Regions from separate parts of the Zea mays genome. Here region 2 is linked to region 1. Evidence: chromatin contacts called from public Hi-C data. All regions are on one chromosome and are shown on one strand. The core of a region is the stretch at or near the end of the contact, and the rest is flanking DNA. Distances in the headings are between cores, read along the strand shown.

Region 1 (5,925 bases), core at 222-2,721:
GTAATTTGGACATATGCCACAATAAATAAACATTCAATAATGTGGCCATGACACGAGGAACTCATGCTCATAGTCATACGGCATATACATGAACAGTTTTGATATATGCAACAAAAAAAAGGAATTGGCTTTTAGGTACTGGGTGGAAGTAATTCCCTTATATTCTTAATTCTTATGCATAATAATGTTACCAACTTCTCTTTGGCATGTGCATCTCTATGAAAACTCAACTAATGCATTTTTATTTGAATCATGCTAGCCATGTCTCAAGATTTCATTGCTATATTATGGTTACAATCATCAAAATCATATAGTACACTTGATGTGTGTGTGGATCAATTTATGTTGTACTCCCTCTATCCAGAATAAGTGCCATTCTCATTACTCGACAAGTGAAACAAGTTTAACTTTGACCAAATACACACAAGAAGATATTAATATTATGGTGTATAGTTAGTAACTTAGTATCATTAGATAAATTTTGGAATATGCCAGACAAGTCATACTTTACTAAGATTAGTTATGGCAATTATGGATATGAGAAGGTCCAAATTAAAAGTAGGGTCACTGATACTTTGTTCCTCAATTCAAAATGATAAGATGTTTGATTTTTACAGCTGCCTTGTTTTTAGTGTGTATCTAGACATAATGTATATCTAAGTGAATAACAGATCCTATGTATCTAGAAAGCTAAGATATATTATAATTTGAGAACCATGCATGAGAGTTTGTTACTGGCCATTGACGCGGAAGAAAGGCGTCAAAGTAAATTATGTGATGAAAGGACGATTAAGAGGTAAGCAAATGAACATGGTCTCTCTTTCTCATGTGATAAGGCCTAGAACGAATGGCACTGTCCGGCCCAACATTGTTCTGGTCCTCTTACGTACAGTCTTATCATATCCTTGTCTTGCCATTTCCGATCCAATTCTAACTTCCGTAGTTAACAAAGCACTAAAAAAAAATCCTCAAAACAAAAATCAAACAAAGCACTTAGAAAACATTTAAGACCTTGTGGCTACATTTTACCAGAGCCATGCATTTGTGTGAATCTCCAACGTGGCTGATCAACTAGCAAGCCTTACACGTACGGCCCTCTAGCTACAGTGGCTGGTCAAAATCGCTCTCACGCTAGAGACTGGAAGGGAAGAAAAAAAAAAGAATACAGCTCGGTGGCGAACAAGCGTATATTAGCCAGGATGAAAAGAAACCGTACCCAATCTGAACGTACCACACTAGCGATCCTACTGCCGATCCACTCGCCCGCATTTTTTTTTCTTCGGCCAGCCAGCTCCCTTTCCAAAATGCATGTATGGCTGTGTGCAGCCTTTGTGCGCGGGGTTGGTCTTCCCTAATCTCTGCTTTTTGTGCCCTACGTCAAAGTCCAATACCCCCCCATCTCTCTTGTGCTATTATATATACAGGTCTCCAGCTTTCTCACAGCATTCCACGACGAGGAGGAGATCGTCTGTTGAGAAATCCTAGCATTTTGTTCCTCTCACTCCTCTGTTGGAAGGAGCAAGTGAGACAGACAGAGAAGCGACGAGAGCTTCCAACAGAGAGGCTGAGGTCAACCTCGCAAGAGTCAGACACAGTACCAAATACTACGCTGCAGGGTCACATTCTGTTGCCGCGCGCGTTACAATAGGGACCCAGCAGGTGTTGGCAGCCACGCTCTTGTACCGGTCAGCATGGACGCCGCCGCGAGGGAAGCGCAGCAGAGTAGTGGTCTGGAATGGCGGGTGACGGTGCCGGAGGGCGCGTCGGTGACCGTGGAGCACGAGGCCGGGCCTGCCGCGAGGGCGTTGGCGTGGCTGCTGGCTTGCTTCGCCAAGGCGTGGAGCAGGGTCGCCGGGTTCGCGAGGAAGGTGTGGAGGATCGGGGCGGATGATCCCCGGAAGGCGGTGCACGGGCTCAAGGTCGGCCTGGCGCTCGCGCTGGTCTCCGTCTTCTACTACACGAGGCCCCTGTACGACGGCGTTGGCGGGGCTGCCATGTGGGCCATCATGACGGTCGTCGTTGTCTTCGAATACACTGTCGGTGAGTCGATGCTCGGCTTTGCTTGTTTGGCAGTTGGCACAGAGTGCCCGCGCGGAGCTGCACTATAGTAACATATCATATGTGCACGCACCAAGGCTCCAGCCGCGTGCGTGCAATCGTGCATGCATGTGTGGATATATATCGTCTCCATGCACCCGGTTGGTTCTCTGACTGTCTTTGCATGTATTGGCAGGTGGCAGCGTGTACAAGTGTTTCAACCGAGTGGTTGCTACGGCGAGCGCCGGCGTTCTCGCGCTCGGCGTGCACTGGGCGGCTGACAAGTCTGGCGAGCTCGAGCCTTACATCCTCAGTGGCTCGCTCTTTCTGCTGGGTACGTATTCTGCATTGTCATTGTGTAATACTGACAAGGACAAGCCACTGGTAACAGCAAAAGTGAATAACATACGCGTGCACGTACATGAATGCAGCTGCGGCGGCCACTTTCTCGCGGTTCATCCCGACGGTGAAAGCGCGGTTCGACTACGGCGTGACCATCTTCATCCTGACGTACAGCCTGGTGGCCGTGTCGGGGTACCGCGTCGACGAGCTAGCGGCGCTGGCGCAGCAGCGGGTCTCCACCATCGCTATCGGCATCTTCCTGTGCCTCGCCGTCAGCATGCTCATCTGCCCCGTGTGGGCCGGCAAGGAGCTGCACCTCCTCACCACGCGGAACATGGACAAGCTCGCGGCCGCCGTGGTGGCCTGCGTCGAGAGCTACTTCGCGGAAGGGCCGGCCAGCGGGGCGGGGGCGGGGGCGGACGGGTACAAGTGCGTGCTCAACTCCAAGGCGTCCGAGGACGCGCAGGCCAACCTGGCGAGGTGGGAGCCCGCGCACGGCCCCTTCGGCTTCCGCCACCCCTACGGGCAGTACGCCAGGGTGGGCGCGGCGATGCGCGCGTGCGCCTACTGCGTGGAGGCCCTGAGCAGCTGCGCGGGCGCCGAGGTGCAGGCGCCCCCGCACGTGAAGCGGCTCCTTCGCGACGCGTGCTCCGCGGTGGCCGCACGGTGCGCGCGGGTGCTCCGGGAGGCGTCGCGCTCCGTCGCCACCATGTCGACGTCCTCCTCCCGGGCCCTGGACTTCGCGGTGGCGGACATGAACACGGCGGTGCAGGAGCTTCAGGCCGACTTGCGGGCGCTCCCGTCCATGCTGGCCGTGAAGCTGGGAGAGACGTCCCTCATGGACACCATGCCCGTCTTCACCGTGGCGTCGCTGCTGGTGGAGATATCCGCGAGGGTCGAGGGCGTCGTGGATGCCGTTGACGCGCTGGCAACGCTTGCCAACTTCAAGCAGACCGAGGACGATGATGATGACGACAAGAAGGGAGAAGCCGAGATGACGATCAAAGTGCACCCGCTGAACGAACCGGACACCGCCGAGGAGTCACGGGAAAACCAGACAAGCAAGGCTTGATCGATAGTGAGGATCATGAAAAACCTCCATCTTCAAACCAGGCGGCGGAGATCAGACACGACGAACTCGATAAGATTTAGCCTGGCCACATTGTGCATGTACCATTTCATTATTGTATAATCACTTTATTCTAAATTATAAGACATCACAATTTTATTAAAGAGTTAACGCATCTCAAGTTAACTCCATTCTAACCTTGGATTATTATTTCCCGTGGACGGTAAGGAGGTCACAGCTTGACATCCGAAATCCGATGATCGCATAGGTCAATGACAATGTACACAGGTTTACAAACCAAAGCATTCTGACACGGATCGCGCACAGAGGCGAACAAAACGACGGCACTACTGCGTGCCAGCCATGCCCTTGCCACTCGCGTTATAATTATAACACACATATATATACGGGAAAAGGGAGCATATGCGCAAATTGATCGTGTCAGCGCAGCTTCGCATACTGTCTGTGTTTCTCCCGTAGCTTTCCCCCGGCCGGGCCGCAAGTTTTAATTCTCCTCCTGCGCGTTGTTGCATCACAGCAGCACCACGCACTAGGGTGTGACGGGGACCTATGCCGGTGCGCACGCATTGCCTCACTCACGATCGCAATGGCTCGCAGATTATTACAGAACGAGGGGTGGAAAAGGTGACGGCAGCACGCAGCAATCCATGATTTGTTTTCTTGAAAATACGGGGCACGCATACTCTATGGAACTTTGTTCCACCGTACCGCAAATAACCTAGCTAGGTAGTTCGCCACAACCCAACCCAACCCAAGCCCATTATCCAGTCCACGTACGGGCCCATAAAGCAACGAAAGCCGCGTCTCGTCTCGCTGCGCCTGCGCGATAGGATTCAGAGGGATGGATCGGTCGGAGCTGGATGTGGATGGGATTCGGCGTGCGTGCCTCGTAGTGGAGTACAAAACTTGTGCACTGAAGAAACAGGCATGCGGCGATGATGCATCATACAACATGCTGCATATCTGAAACAGCAGGAGGGACCAGAGCGAGTAAAAAGCCGGCGACGGACCACTACGCCGGCAGCCCCGTCCCAGCACGAGCTCTCGCGGCCAGTCTGGTCTCGGATATGACCCGTAGCTGACGGATAAGGATTTCGCAAATATTTTAATGGAATGGGTAATGCACATATATGCAGATAGACGCAACGCAAGGCGAGGCGATTTAAGTGGCCGCGTAATTAGATAGGACTGGACGATCTGTCAGCACACACCGCGATCTCAAAACTTCGGTGCCGCTGCGATTCTAATGTGCTCCGAGCAACATGCTGAAAAGCCTAAAGTATCTCGCTCATAAATAAACTAGCACTCACGATCGACTCTTTATCCTGTACATCAACTTGCTTTTGCAATTTAAGCACCGGTCGTTTGGAATTTGGAAAGTAACCCGTAACCGTCGGTGCAAAACTTTGTGAGCCACATTATCAACTCAAACCATCGTCGCTTCACCGCTGGAGTTGAGCAACAGGTAACAAGCTCCAACAGTTTTCTCTCCCCAAAGTCTGAAGTCTAGGACCCTCTTTTGTAGGATTTTTTTTTGTTGCGGCCGGCTTTTTCAAGCGATTAATCAAAACACCTGTCAAAAAAATCCTGTCAAAACCAAGCTGAATACAAAGAATCTAAAAGCCGTTTCGGTCTAGAAACCGAAACCGAAAAATATATAAGAGGGTACGGTCTAAATAAGAAGGGCACAACTGTATGCAGCAAATCTCCTACATATCACAGAATGCAAATAAATATACAAAGTCCGAGACTGTAGTCTTGATGGGCCAAGAGATTCTGGCAACCTTCACTTCTGGTCCACGAAGAATCCAGGTATGGGCCTATTTACTCACTCTTCGGCAATGTCAATACGCAAATCTTTCGGTCCAATCGGCCGGACCGAAGTATTGTGCGGTTGTGCCGACCAGTCTTCCGTAAGCGCAAAGTAGTACCAAACTCTATATTGGGCCGCTTATCTGCGCATGACCTAATTAAGGTCCCGTCTGTTTCAGTTTTTTTAGAGATTTCGTACTTCAGTTTTTTAATCATTCAAAAATAATAAAAAACTATCGGGAGACAATTCGGAAGCTCGCTGGGTGAACTTGGCCTTTGGGGGCTTTTAGCTTATGAAAATTGTTTGGCTTTTAGAAAATCCAAAAAAAACTGAAGTACAAAATCTTTAAAAATGCTGAAACAAACGGTAAAGTCCGGCTACCTACTTGTGTCTAATTGTATTTGGATGGGTCGGGTTTGTTAAGTAACCCTAGTTAGGGTTATGTGGGTAAATACATGCTTTGTCCCTAATGAGTCTCACATCTCTATATAAGGAACTTGTACAGTCCATCATAATACAGAGATCAGAAAGAGGCCAGAGGCCCAACACTATATCTTGTGTCTCGTGTGTTTCCTCTGTCGTGTTTATGGGAAGGAAGACGAGTTTTCTACATTTTCTTGCGCCTCTACTGCTGACGGGAGGG
Region 2 (6,070 bases), core at 1,760-4,259, 99 kb before region 1:
CGGTGAATTTTAGCCGAAGTCGCCGGAGAAAAACCCGAGAGCGGCTGGTTTGCTCCGCGCTGGTCTGGCGCACCGGACACTGTCCGGTGCACACCGGACAGTCCGGTGCCCCAGTCCGAAGCAGCCCTCCACTCCTCTTCTTCTTCCTGTTTCTAACACTTAGACAAGAATATTAGTACACAAACCAATGTACTAAGGCTTAGAAACATACCTTAACTTGTGATTTGCACTTTGTTCATCCATGGGCATATTTTCACATTTAAGCACTTGTGTTTGCACTCAATCACCAAAATACTTAGAAATGGCCCAAAGGCACATTTCCCTTTCAACGGCGCTTGCCTTCGTCTCGAACGCGAGGTCGACGCCCGGCGAGCCTTCCGTCGGGGCGCTGGGGACGTCGATTCGCTCGACAGCCGACGAAGCGCGGTCTCCCGCTTGGCCTTGGTTGCCCCGCCTCCTCCTCCGTTGGCGGGAGAGAGGACGGGGCGAGCTCGAATGTTGTTCTTCCACCGCGCGGGGAAGATGTCGTCGGTTCCGCCACCGGCGGGCGGGATGTCGGCCGCCATTGTCGTTGTCGCGCGGCGGTGGAAGGAGTATCATGTCGTAGCTGCCGTCGAAGGACATGAACTCAAGACTCCCGAAACGGAGCACCGTCCCGGGCCGGAGAGGTTGCTGGAGACTGCCCATCTGGAGCTTGACGGGAAGCTGTTCGTCAGCACGCAGCAGGCCCCTACCTGGCGCGCCAACTGTCGGCGTTTCGAGACCGGGGGGGTCCCCGAGCCGACGAGTGAGTGTGTCGCGTGCCCCAGCCCAGATGGGTCGAGCGCGTGGGCGAGCGCGAAGGGGGGAGAGGCGAGGTGTCCGGAGACGGGCGTGAGAGAGGTGGAGATCCCGCGGCCTTCGTGTTCGTCCCGCGCCCAGGTCGGGTGCGCTTGCAGTAGGGGGTTACAAGCGTCCACGCGGGTGAGGGAAGCGAGCGGCCCCAAGAGAGCACCTGTCCCGTCCTCGTCCCCGCGCGGCCAACCCTCCTTAAGAAGGCCCTGGTCCTTCCTTTTATATGCGTAAGGAGAGAATCCAGGTGTACAATGGGGGTGTAGCAGAGTGCTACGTGTCTAGCGGAGGGAGAGCTAGCGCCCTAAGTACATGCCAACGTGGCAGCCGGAGAGATCTTGGCACCCTGCTGGCGTGATGTCGTGGCTGTCGGAGGAGCAACGGAGCCTGGCGGAGGGACAGCTGTCGGAGCGGTCGAGTCCTTGCTGACGTCCCCCTGCTTCCGTAAGAGAGCTGAGAGCCGCCGTCGTCACAGAGTTTGTGGGGCGCCATCATTGCCCATCTGGCGGAGCTAGCCAGATGGGACACCGGTCTTGTTCTCCGTGACCCGAGTCGGCTCGGGGTAGGATGATGATGGCGCTTCCCGTTGACGTGGCGGGCCTGTGCCCTAGGTCGGGCAACGTGGGGGCTCCTCCGAAGCCGAGGTCGAGTCTGTCTTCCGTGGCCGAGGCCGAGCCCGAGCCCCCGGGTCGGGCGAGGCGGAGATCGTTCGGCAGAGGCCAGGGCGGAGTCCGAGCCTTGGGGTCGGGCGAAGCGGAGTTCGCTGTCTTCCGGGTCTTAGCCCGAGTCCGAGCCCTGGGTCGGCGGAGCGGAGTTCGCCGTCTTCCGGGTCTTAGCCCGAGTCCGAGCCCTGGGTCGGGCGGAGCGGAGTTCGCCGTCTTCCGGGGCTTAGCCCGAGTCCGAGCCCTGGGTCGGGCGGAGCGGAGTTCGCCGTCTTCCGGGGCTTAGCCCGAGTCCAAGCCCTGGGTCGGGCGGAGCGGAGTTTCCTATGGCGCCTTTGGCAAGGCCTGACTGCCTGTCAGTCTCACTCTGTCAAGTGGCACTGCAGTCGGGGTGGCGCAGGCGGCGCTGTCCTTCTGTCAGACCGGTCAGTGGAGCGGTGGAGTGACGGCGGTCACTTCGGCTCTGCCGGGGGGCGCGCGTCAGGATAGAGGTGTCAGGCCACCTTTGCGTTAAATGCTCCTGCAACTCGGTCAGTCGGTGCGGCGATTTAGTCAGGGTTGCTTCTTAGCGAAGCCAAGGCCTCGGGCGAGCCGGAGATGTGTCCGCCGTTAAAAGGGGGGCCTCGGGCGAGACGGAAGTCCCTCGAGGTCGGCTGCCCTTGTCCGAGGCTAGGCTCGGGCGAAGCGTGATCGAGTCACTCGTATGGACTGATCCCTGACTTAATCGCACCCATCAGGCCTCTGCAGCTTTATGCTGATGGGGGTTAGCAGCTGAGAATTAGGCGTCTTGAGGGTACCCCTAATTATGGTTCCCGACAGGTATGTACAAATAACCAAGGGCTTTAAACAAAACCAAAAAATACTCTAAAAATTTTCTTCTTAAGTAAAGAAGTACGCGCGCAAGGCGCGCGCCCTATTACTAGAACATAAATGGTTACCCATGTTGGCCCATGTATATTTTTTTTCCACGTTTCTAATAACTTGAAGTTCAACCTGTTTCTGAGAAAATCTTTGATTTTTTTTTTCAAACAACAAAGGGCATGCTAAAGGATCGCGCGAGGAAATGGGTCGTCATTCAGTGGTTATTATAAAAACCGCACGACAAACACGAGACTTTGGACTTGTATATGAGCAGACACAGATGAGTAACGGCGACGCAAGTCAGGATATTATATTTATCCTTGTCCCTTCTAGTGCCAGCTAGCCAGCTTAAAAAAACCGGTACGGAGATGGCACAGATTTAACGCCGAGAGGAAATTAAAGAAAGAAACGTTCTTCTTTAAAATCACGTCCGCGAACCCTGCATCAGTAATATACATAACAAAGTAACGTGGAGAAAGTGCTGCGATCCAAATAAGGATCTGTTTTCGGCGAAGGATCGGAGGGGAGGACGGAGCGGCGGAGGCGGGAGCCCCGACCGGCCGACCCCGAGCATGCAGAGCACTAGGAACGGATGTGCGCACGCGCCGTCCGCCACTACACCTCCTCGGACGGACGACTCACCTGGAGGAGGGCGAAGGCCAGAGACGTACGGGTCGCCATCACGCATGCCGCGGACTTCCTCTCCTCTGATCCTGTCCAGTCCATGGCTCCTCGCAGGAACGTACGTACGGCAGCATGTAAATTTTTAAGTCGTGCAGGGCAGCCAGCCGCCATCAACTTTTTTCATGGGGTCATGGTGATAGGAGACCTGGCGTCTCATCAGCCGAAGAAGCGAAGCTACCGGTCGAGCCCCTGGCTGGCATGATAGCGTGGTTTCCACGACACGATAAGTGCGCTCTCCTACCTGCGATCCACAACGACCATCCGTTCCACTCCACGGCCTGCGGTGCGGTGCCCGCTTTTTTTGCTTTCACCGGCCGGTCGTAATTAAAAAAAAAACAACCTGCACGATCGTAATTAAAAAAAAACTGCACGAAGTAGGTTGGGCTATGCTAGTTTGCTTTTCTTTCCCGTACCTGTGCTGCTGCTGATAGAGCAGTTTGCCAATTTAGGTGATGACCTAATTCCACCATTAGCGGCAGATTTTTCACAACCAGGTTGTTTTTAATAGCCAAGATACCTTTTCGTGGAATGCAGAAAAAAAAATTATTAAAAAGGCGTGCTTGCACAAATAACCAGGGCAGCAACAAACGGTGTGTTCCCTTCTGACAAGTGTCCATCTGAGCGAGCTTGACGATGCCTGTCGTGGCCGCCGACGACGCTAAATAGTTTTCAGGGCAGCTACAAGTCAAACGACGCCGGCCATCGTCGTACGTCAATATAATCAATTGAGAAATGGTACTTGCTTTGAACTACTTACAAAAATAGATTCTACATAAAAGAATGCAGAAATATAGTTTAATCTCCGGTTTTATCATATCCCGAGAAAAAACGTCAACTGCTCGTACAGAAACAATTCACGATGATGTGCTATGCATGCGGTGGGGCCCTGCCATCAACGTCCATCATTTTTTTATCAAGCAAAAAAAAAAGCGCATGCATGAAGGTGTGACCGCGCTAGGCATGCAGGTTGCATGCGGTCATACGTGCGCAGATATCAAATCTTCCATTCTCGCCGCTGGATCGTTGCAAGCGTTGGCAGCAAGCTCCGTGCCATGGTCGGCCTGTGGCGCCAAGCTCGGCCAGTACGCTAGCGCAGTATGAAGAGGAGTCTAGCACATCTGGTACCTCGACCACATAAGTTATGGCGCTGTGATTTGTGACGTCGAGCAAAAGATTTCAAAAACGATATTAAGTTGTACAAGATATCAAATGTAGGGATGAAAACGGTCGGAAACAATATTTATTTGGTAATTAGTTTTTAGTCGTTTTTCTTTGATTGCGAATAAATAGGATATAGAATATACAATATAAATTTGTATTCTTGTTTTTAACATCCAACTTGTTAAGATTCATAAAAGGTAAATCTCAAATTCATCCTATATTTTCTCAAATAATAGATATAAAATTCGGTATGGATTCATAAACAAATTCGGTAATTTTTTCAACTTTTTGTGTTGTTGGGAACAAATAATACATAAAACAATTTATATAATATTTTATTCATATTTGTACTAATGTGCTTGATAACATAAGAAAAGATTAACATTAAATTTTATACGTATATATTTTAAAATATTAAATTTGTTCTAACAGTTCGGATTACCACTTTCATCCTGATCAAATGTGTCATTTTTTTCGAAAAAACAACAAATTGTAAATTAATTTCGGGTCCTTGTCGCCCCCACGAGCGCGCCCTGAGGTCAGCCAGTGTTTGGCACCGTACACGTCAAAACTGCGGTGGTGGCTACGAGCCTACGAGGTGAGGTGCGGCACCAAGGAATGCCCCCCCCCCCCCCCCCTACGGCCCTACCAGTACCACCATGGTCTTTTACTCTTTCCCCCCCCCCAAAAGATGAATCTATTGCTCTATGCGAAGATTGTAAAACCGGAGTCGTCTACTTCAAAGCTACAGTATATGGTCTAGTTTCGGTGTGCGGAGAAGCAAAGGGAATGTTTAGACGCCAAGGCCTTAAATCACCCATGGTAATGGTATATAGAGCTTCCTGGAAACATCGGGGATGCTTCAGCAAGCTTTTCCTTACTACAATGGCTTTAGGCTTTAGCAGCTTCCACCTAGTTCAGGACTTGACTTTTTTTTACCTTTTCCCTCCCCTTGGCCTTTTTATTAATAATAAATCACTCATGTATTCATTAAAAAAAAGCCACCACTAATCTCGAGTTATGAACAACAATGACGGCCATCCATTAGTATGGTACATATCTTCGTCCGCACAGCGCTGAACAACGGAGTGTAAAACCTGGGGTAACGTTCATGTGCCACGACAAATGCGATCCCTCCTTAATTTAGACATTACTGCTCCTCTACCAGTCACTTGTACGTTAAAAGAGAGAAGGTTTCAAGTACAAAAGGGCACCTTCTTGCTGCAGTGCTGCATTTCTAAGGCTCTCGTTTGATTGATTTCCCTGAATCATGGCAATTACATATTGTCACACATCTGCCCTGCTTTAACTACTTTTTAGGCTAATCCAGGATCGCAGAGAAGATGACCTAATGATCTGGTGAGTGAGTGAGTGAGTGCGTGGGCTCGCGTCGCTCTCCTCTTTTTTTTTTCCCTGCATGATAGAGACGCGCCGTTTGAAACACTTGTGCGCTTACCAAATTAGATTTGGTTACACGCTTAATGCTTGGGTTGGGACAGTGATGCTATGTCTGATAAGATATGAGAGGAGGAGCCAACACTCGCGCCCAGCTTTTTCACGCGGCACGTGGACACCCCTTTTGGTGGAAAAAAATTCTTTGCATCCGGAATGCAAACAAACACTTTGTAGCTCCTTACATCCACCACCTCTTGATCCATATATATAAATAGAAGAAAAATAAATTATTAAAGATTTGTAAATTTTGATATGTTTTGTGGATCTTTAAGTGGTGGATATTGTTAGAGATATAGTTTATATCCATCTATAGAAAGGTGGTTTAGGGGACTAGATATTCTCTCCTGGTCTTGTGGAGCTGCACCTCCTTTTTCTCCTATGTTTGTTACAGAGTCCTTATCATGTAATCCTCTTCT

Evidence for each region. A called contact is a pair of places that touch in the nucleus more often than the background predicts.
Region 2: a contact with region 1 is called in a Hi-C map of an unstated tissue, with 2.4 times the contacts expected there. The contact joins the enhancer-like site here to the promoter of LOC103627532 in region 1. A contact is called at or near these places in 10 of 25 Hi-C or Micro-C datasets (bundle sheath, ear, endosperm and 3 more).

The regions. Positions count from the first base shown.
Region 1 is chr5:198,839,789-198,845,713 of Zm-B73-REFERENCE-NAM-5.0, reverse strand. It overlaps LOC103627532 (aluminum-activated malate transporter 10-like), which reads left to right and starts at 1,471. Exons shown (of 3, transcript NM_001346994.1): 1 at 1,471-2,040; 2 at 2,234-2,371; 3 at 2,469-3,590. The coding sequence starts at 1,692. The coding sequence ends at 3,451.
Region 2 is chr5:198,940,495-198,946,564 of Zm-B73-REFERENCE-NAM-5.0, reverse strand. No RefSeq gene overlaps it. Among protein-coding and RNA genes, the nearest start is that of LOC103627533, 25 kb to the right of the region's middle. Within about 2 kb of position 3,009, at least 13 of the 20 cell types and tissues checked have an H3K27ac peak or open chromatin away from gene starts, as enhancers often do. A contact at or near this core is called in bundle sheath, ear, leaf and 1 more, where this site is marked.